Linked DNA regions of Oryctolagus cuniculus: region 2 is linked to region 1. A link is a contact called in public Hi-C data. All regions are on one chromosome and are shown on one strand. The core of a region is the stretch at or near the end of the contact, and the rest is flanking DNA. Distances in the headings are between cores, read along the strand shown. Region 1 holds the start of LOC103348532 (collagen alpha-1(I) chain). Region 2 overlaps CMIP (c-Maf inducing protein).

Region 1 (3,630 bases), core at 760-3,259:
TCCCAAGGGGGAGGTGCCAAGGTCACTGGGTCCTCCCCTCTGTGTCAGCAAATCCCCGGAGGTTCTTGCTCCAGCAGGTGAAAAGCCCAGCGCTGAGGCTTGGGGCTCGGTCAGGTTTAAGAACATGCACCAGCCTGAGCCCGGAACGCCCGCGAGCTCCCTGAGCAAGGAGTCCTTGCAGACAGACACAGCACCAACGCGCCCAGGAAAAGAAAAACGAGGGCTCGGAGTACCTCGGGCTCAAAATTCAGATTAAAAGTCTTCGGGTGCCTCACTGCATCGGGGCTCAGGGAGAGCTGGGAGCGAGGAGTAGGATTCCGCAACTAACTTTTCCCCCCTCCCCATTCCTTGCAGCATGTGTCACGGCCTGTGACACACCGCCAAGGGAACATGGATGCCGGGGAAGTGTCTCCACACGCTACACGCTTGTGACATGCCGTGTAAAGCGATACCCTGTTTCCTGGCTGGGTTTTCTTGGCACAGGTGTGGGCAGGCGGTGGAGGATTCTGCCCCCTCCCACTGGGCTTAGTAAACAGGTTCACCGTGGGGGGTGTCGCGAGCCTTCCCAGGAAGACCCAGCCCCCTCCCCAAAGAGGATGGGACCCCCACTGGCAGGCTCAGGGCCAAGCCCCAGCCCCAGCCCAGCTGGTATTTGAAACTGTCCTTGTTTCAAAACACAAAGCATCCCGTTCAGGCTCCTGCCCGCCACCCCCACCCCCACCGCCCTCGACCCCACCACAGCTGTCTCTCCACGTAGGAAGGAGGCCACCATTTGCGGACTTGATTTCAGAAACAGATCAATGGTTTCCGGTCTCCACCTCTGCCAGCTGACCCAGTCCCGGCCATACAGTCAATCAAAAACAACATGAAGCCTCCGGCAACAAAACACACGACGCACGCACGCGCTCACGGGTCGGACCCGCGTCCGCCCCCCCGGGCCGGGGGCGCTCCGGGACCCCGGCCCTCAGCCCTCCGTCTGCACCCTCCCACCCTCCCACCGTGCCGGGGAGAACCTCAGGACCGGGGGCGCCCGGTGTCGCCCGCCAGCCAGGGCCGCAGAAAAGAATAAAGGACGCGCAAGGCAAAGAAAGAAGCTGGCTTCTGGAAATCGTCTGGGTTTGGGGGTTTTGAGGTTTCCATTTTTTTTTTCTTTCGCCCACTGGCTGTGTTTTGTTGTTTCCCTGCAGCTCGGAGCCAGACGCGCCACCGGCTGCCAGAAAGGGAACCCCCGCCGCCCTCAGGGCCCGGCCCCGGGTCGATCCCACGGTCCCGACCGTCAGGGACGCGGCCGCCGCGGGCAGGCGGTCCCCAGGCACCCGGCCCGGGCCGGGACCCCGCGCCGGGCCTCGGAGTCCGCGAAGCCGGCAGCGGGGCGCCCCCGCGGCCGCCACACAGGCCCGGGGCCCCGGGTGCCGCGCGGGGGGCGCCCCGGCCCCTCAGGGCGGCGCGGGCGGCGCGGCGCGGGCGACTCACCGTGGCGGACGCCAGGCTGTTGTCGGCCAGCGTTAGGTGGTGCGGCTCCCAGCGCCTCAGGAATTTCGAGGTGAGGATCTTGCTGAGAAAGGTCCGCGGGTGCCGGATGACACAGACCTGGATGTCGCCCTCCTGCAGCAGTTTGTACCTCATGCCGTTGCACAGCAGCAGGGCCCGGCGGCACGGCACGGCGCCCATCTTCGTGCCCTCGGGGGCCGACACGTCGCCCCCCAGCAGCGGCTTGGTCTCCTCGATCTGCCGGGGGTCGCCGCCGCCGCCCGAGCTGCTCGTCAGATCCATGGCCGCGCCGGGCCTGGGGGGCTGTCCTGGGCTTCTGGGGCGGCGGGGCCCCCGGATCCGGCGGCCCGCACCCCCCCACCCCCCGGGAAGGTGGGGGGGTGTGGGGCTGGGGGCGCCCGCAGAGGAGGGGGCGCTGCCCGCGGCGGGGGGGGCGGGGGGCGGCGCGTCCGGCGGGCTGGGCCGGCGCTCGGCGCTTCCTGCGGGGCTGCCGGCTTCCTCCTAGCTCGTCGGGTGCATGCTCGCCGCGCTGGACCGGGCTCGGCGGGCGGCGCGGGGAGGAGCGGGCAGGGGGAGGGCCGAGGGCGGGCGCGGGGCGGGGGCGGGGGCGGCGGGCGGGCCGCGGGCGTGTCTCGGGGGGCCCCGCGCCGCCGCGCGTGGGGACGGCGCGAGGGTCCTCGCGTCCGTCCGGCGAGGGCGTCTGCGGGCGGGGGCCGCGGGCCGCGCTACCGGGGCGATTGCGGGAGCCGCGGCGCCCGCGCGATTGGTCCCCGCGGGGTCATGTGCCCGCCCCTCTGACGTCAATGGCGGCAACGGCGCGGCCGCCGCGGCTTCGGCCGCTCGCGGGCGGAGTCGGCGGGCCCGGGCGGGGACGGGCTGGGGGCGGCCGCGGCCCGACGGCAGGGGCGGCCCCTGGGGAGGGGGCCGGGGCGGGCGCGCCCCGACCGGCCAGACCCGCCCCGCCCGGAATGTGGGGGAGTGGGCGGGGGCCGCGGGGGCGGGGCGCGTGACGTCACGGCAGCCGCGCCCCCGCCGGTGCCCAGGCGGGAGCCGGGGCCGGAGGGGTCGCGGCGGCTGCGGAGACGGCCGGGTGGTGACTGTGGGCCCGGGCCCTGGGCTGGGCAGCTGGGGAGGGGCTGGGCCGCGCCGCGGGACCCCCGACGCCCCTGCGTGGGCTAGCGGCGCCAGAAGACAGTGCGATGTCCTCGAATTCAGACTGTGCCCCGCAGCGCCCGGCCGTGGGCCCTGGCTTCGGGGGTGGGGGCGGGCTCCCAGACTTGCTTCTGCCCCTAGAAACAGAACCCCCTTGAGGAGCCCTGATAACAAAGCGTCACCCCCGCCCCAGAGCTTCCCAGCCGCCCCTCCCCCAACCTCCCGCCCCGGACCCCGGACCCCGGACCCCGCGCCAGCCCAGGACTGGACTCTGCGAGATGAACCACAGTTCGCCGACGCCAACCTGGACGCGAGCGAGCGACCACCAGGGCCACCCGGCAGCTTCCTTACCCCAGCACGCCCCCGCGGCGGGCCCCCTGCAGGTGCCTGTGTGAGCACGTGCGTGTGTGCGGGCCGTGTTGCGTGGCGTGGCGAATGACCCCAGAACAGACCACCTGGCAAGGGGCTGCGGGGCAGCGGGTGGAAGGCAGATCCCACCCTTCATTCCACCGCGGACAAAGCGCTTGCAGGCCGCCCCGGGAGTGGCCCAAGCTGTTCCTGGTGCCCCCTGGGAAGGCTCTGGTTAGAAAACTAGAAATTCTGGTATGTCCCCACGACTGGCTGGTGTTTCCTTCAAGTTCTGAGCTTGAGAAAACCACTGAAGAAGGAAGGGAGGCCGAGGCCCCACCTGGTGATACAGATGTGGGTGTAGGGGGTGGTTGTGTCGAGAAGTCCCCCGTCCGTCAGGGGTGGGGTTGGGTCATTTGTTCAGATCTTTGAGCTCCTGCTGTCTGCTGGTGGCTCACCAGAAGCGGGGCTGTGATGGTTATTACTGTAACAGCCGCAGTGGCTGGAGACTTCCTATATGCTAAGGACCTTGCCTGCCTGCCTGCCGCCCTGTGACATGTGTTGTCATCCTGCCGGCGAGGCTAGGTGACTTGCCCAGGCTCACTCAGCCGGGCAGGATTCTGCCGAGGGTTCTCCGAC
Region 2 (3,630 bases), core at 323-2,822, 50 kb before region 1:
CCGCCATCTGGGGGAGTTACTTAACCTCTCTGGCCTCAGTTTCTTCACCTGTACAATGGAGCTAGGCAGCAGCTGCCTCACATGAGCTTATACCATTTAATGGCTAAAAGGATGACAAGAGGGCCAAGCAAACAGTAGGTGCTGCATGTGTGTTTACTGAATGACAAAGTCCTCCTGCAGCCCCTGCCAGGGAGCTCTCTGGTCGCTAATGCTTCAAGAGACTTTGGGAGCCTGCCCTTTAAGCAGGTTCAGACCCGAGACTTGGAGCCATCCATACCTACCCAGCCTGGGCCCGGCAGACGTCACCAGCCGCAGCCCCTTCTCCCCATTCAGAAAAAGAGGACGCACGTCACATGACAGAAGCAGAGAGTCCTGGTGCACACATGGCCAGGGACACTGCCAGAGCTCCCCTGGGACCCGAGCGGCTGACTCAAAGGGGATGCTCGGGTCCCCTGGGCTGCGGGGCACATGCAAACCAGGAGGCCCTGGCCCCAAAACAGGAAGGGCATCGGCAGCCTGTGCGTCACAGCCTGAAGTTCCCCTTCTCGTGTCCTGCCAGATTACTCGAGCTCAGAAATCCCTTTGCGAGACAAGAACGAAGTGCAATCTTCAGCCCCACTGGGCCTTCCAAGTGGTGCGACTCCACCGATGCCAATGCCCAGCTCTTCAGGAAAACGGAGGGCTTTGTGTGCAGGTTCGGGGTTTTGGTAGCTCTTAGAAAGCTCGGCGCTGCAGAGGCTCCTGGGAGCAGCAGGAAGTGGTCTCCTCTGCTTGTTTTCCAAAGGGTAACCACCAGATTTTCTGGTAAAAACTTTCTGACCAACTGGCAGAGGGCACCTGCGCAACCCTCAGATTTCTCACGCCCTGGAGTTTTCCTTCGTTTGTTCCGTTCCTTTGTGGGGCCTTCAAAGAAGCTCACGCTCAGGGCTTGGCCCAAGGGAGGGGAGGGAGGAATGGAGGAAGGAAGGACCTTCTGATGAGAATCGAAATTCACCAAGAGAAAAGTCAGATCACAGCCCATGGCCTCAAATCCAACAGTGCTCAGGGAAACAGCACTGAGGGCAGCTCCAAGGGGTCGGGGCTGCAGGGAGGACAGGCGAGAAGCAGAGAAGAAGGGGGGCTGCAGAAGACCCAGGCCTCCCTGGAGGCTGGGAAGGCTTCAGCAAGAGAGAACAGGCAGGTAAAGCCAAGGACCGCCAGGGCACAGGAATCTGGATGCTTCCGACATGGCCAAAATAGAAGAGTCACCGGACTGGCAGGCCCGGACTCGACTCTGACATCAACAGGCGGCGGCAAGTGTGGCTGCCGGGCTGCCCTGGGCTGGGCGGGCTGGAAGGGAGGCGGCGGGCACAGAGGGCTACCAGGACACAAGCGACTGGCAGGAGGTGCAAGCTTCCCACCACCACCTCACGGGCATCGCTTTCTGCTCCTGAGACAAGGCCATGTGCCCAGCCCCATCCACCATGGATAGTGACCCTTGGAGGGTATCCGTAGGGGCCGGGGTCCCGGGCCAGCCAAGATGCTGGATGAGAAGGAAGCCAAGTGCAGACTCTGGCCCAGGAAAGAGCCAGCGGGCACTGGGCAGGCAGACATGGAGGTGAGGCGAGGTGAGGACCAGCCTGGTCAGGGCTGCTTCCCACGCTGAGGTCACCAGCCGGGGAGAGGGTGAGTCTTGGTGAGCAGGGTGGGCAAGTCCAAACCTGCAGAATCACTTCCCTCCCTGAGTAGGAGAAAACAGAGAACAATCTAGAAGGAACTCTGAAAGGGAGCCGGAGGTTGAGGCAAGGCCTGGGGCACATATGAGTATGGGCCTGTGTATCAGGAGATAAGTATGTTCCCAAGCGCATGTGCCAGGCATCTCTCCAGGGATGCATGTGAGGTGTGTACCTCCATGACCTTGAGATCAAGCATTCTGTGTGTGTCTGTGTGAGGTGTGTCAGGCCATGCCCATACATGTTTACAAGTACGTGCATCTTCATGGGCAAATGGCACTGTGTCAAGGTCAGGAGCCTGGACTGGAGCCACACCGGGAAGGAACCCTGGCCCTTCCCTGTGCTAGCCCAGGACCTTGAGCAAGCGACTCAACTTCCTTATACTTCAGCTTCCTCATCTGTTAAAACATGGCTAGTAAAAACTACCCAGTGCTGTTAGGGGGTTACAGAGACTGTAAAGCACTTAGCTTGGCCCCCAGGAAACAGGGCCCCGCTGCCTGCCTGTGGTAAGAGACTAAAGGAGGGCGTCCACACGCAGGGGCAGGAAGCCTGGGCCACGAGTGCAAGTGACATGCATCTGCGTCTTTGCAATTGTGTGTGCTGTGCAGCCACCATGTGCGTGCCAGGGACTAAGACCTTCGCCCGTGGGCTAGCTGGGCATGTGAACACGTATGTGTATGTGTAGGCTGTGCAAACACAGACAGGTGTGTTATGGCAAAGTGTGTGCATGTGGACATGAACTGAGTGGAAGCCCTAACTCAAAGCGAATCAGGGTGTGACCAGAGGCAGAGTGACCCCTGCAGAGCTGGGGCAACCCAGGGAGACTGTGAGTGCAGGGCATGAAAACCTTGGCCAGGCAGCCTGGGGGAAGAGGCTCGTCTGACTCAACCCCGCACCCAGCCCCTGGCACTGCTCCCCACACAGGAAGTCTGATAGGAAGGAAGGAAAGAGGGAGAGAGGGTGACTGAAGGAGCGACGTGGATACACACAAGGACCATCCACAGACCAGTCCTGTGCAGGGCTCCCCAGACGTTATCTCATTTAACCCTTGAGTGGCCCTGGAGGGAGAATCACCCTCAAACATGCAGACGAGGAAACAGAGCGCTGAGAAATCAGAGGTCTCCCCAGAGACCTGCTGGTGGGCATTGCATGCCAGCCCAGCCATGGGCGACACTGGCATCTCGCCTCTCGGCTGCCAAGACTCATTCAACTAGCACATGCGAGCATGAGTGAATGAAAAAATGGCAATGAAAAGGAAACCAAACCTTGGTGCCCAGAAAGAAATAAAACAAGGGAAGCAGTGGAGAGGGTGCAGACGCTGCCTCCGAGACGCCTCACAGCGCAGTGTACCCACTCCCTGCATGAGCCGGGGCTGGAGCAGCAGGAGCAAGAGTCTTCCACGTGCCCCCAGGGTCCCCATGGGGGTCACACTGCAGCAGCATGAGCCAGGTAGCTCCACAGTGGGGCCCAACCTCTCCAGCCTTCCATGTCGACTGAGAAACCTGGCCTCACAAGCGCACCTGGAGTCCCGGGGGCTTTCAAAAGAACAAGACCTCAGCTGTCAAGGCCTGGACACCCACAGAGAGCCAGGCTGCTGAGGCCAGGGTGCCACCAGCAGTGTAAGCTATTACTGCGACTTCTCAAAGCCAGCTGTGCCGTAAGGCCCTGTGCGGCTCAAGCCCACGAACAGAGAGGAGCCCCATGCCTCCGGCAGAGCTTTGCAGGAGCACCAGCCAGGCCCCCGGGCCCTCTGCACATGGCTGGTGCCTCAGACTGCTGTGCACGGCAGTCCTGGATGCCAGCTCCGCAGTGTGGCGTGGGCTTGGGAAAGCGGCTCAAACGTGCCGAGCCCCCAGTTCTTCCCAGAGCTAGGACTGGCCCTAACGTAGAGTTACTGGTGGAGAAGACCCATGAGGAG

What was found. Hi-C and Micro-C count contacts between places; a contact is called where the count stands out from the background.
Region 2: a contact with region 1 is called in a Hi-C map of an unstated tissue, with 3 times the contacts expected there. The contact joins the enhancer-like site here to the promoter of LOC103348532 in region 1. A contact is called at or near these places in 2 of 6 Hi-C or Micro-C datasets (psoas muscle and an unstated tissue).

The regions. Positions count from the first base shown.
Region 1 is chr18:63,576,135-63,579,764 of mOryCun1.1, reverse strand. It overlaps LOC103348532 (collagen alpha-1(I) chain), which reads left to right and starts at 2,009. Exons shown (of 3, transcript XM_070062559.1): 1 at 2,009-3,026. The coding sequence starts at 2,009. CMIP (c-Maf inducing protein) reads right to left here and starts at 2,082. Exons shown (of 21, transcript XM_051847041.2): 1 at 1,474-2,082. The coding sequence starts at 1,773.
Region 2 is chr18:63,625,558-63,629,187 of mOryCun1.1, reverse strand. The region is part of intron 1 of CMIP (c-Maf inducing protein); the gene reads right to left. Among named protein-coding and RNA genes, the nearest start is that of CMIP, 50 kb to the right of the region's middle. Within about 2 kb of position 1,572, at least 3 of the 8 cell types and tissues checked have an H3K27ac peak or open chromatin away from gene starts, as enhancers often do.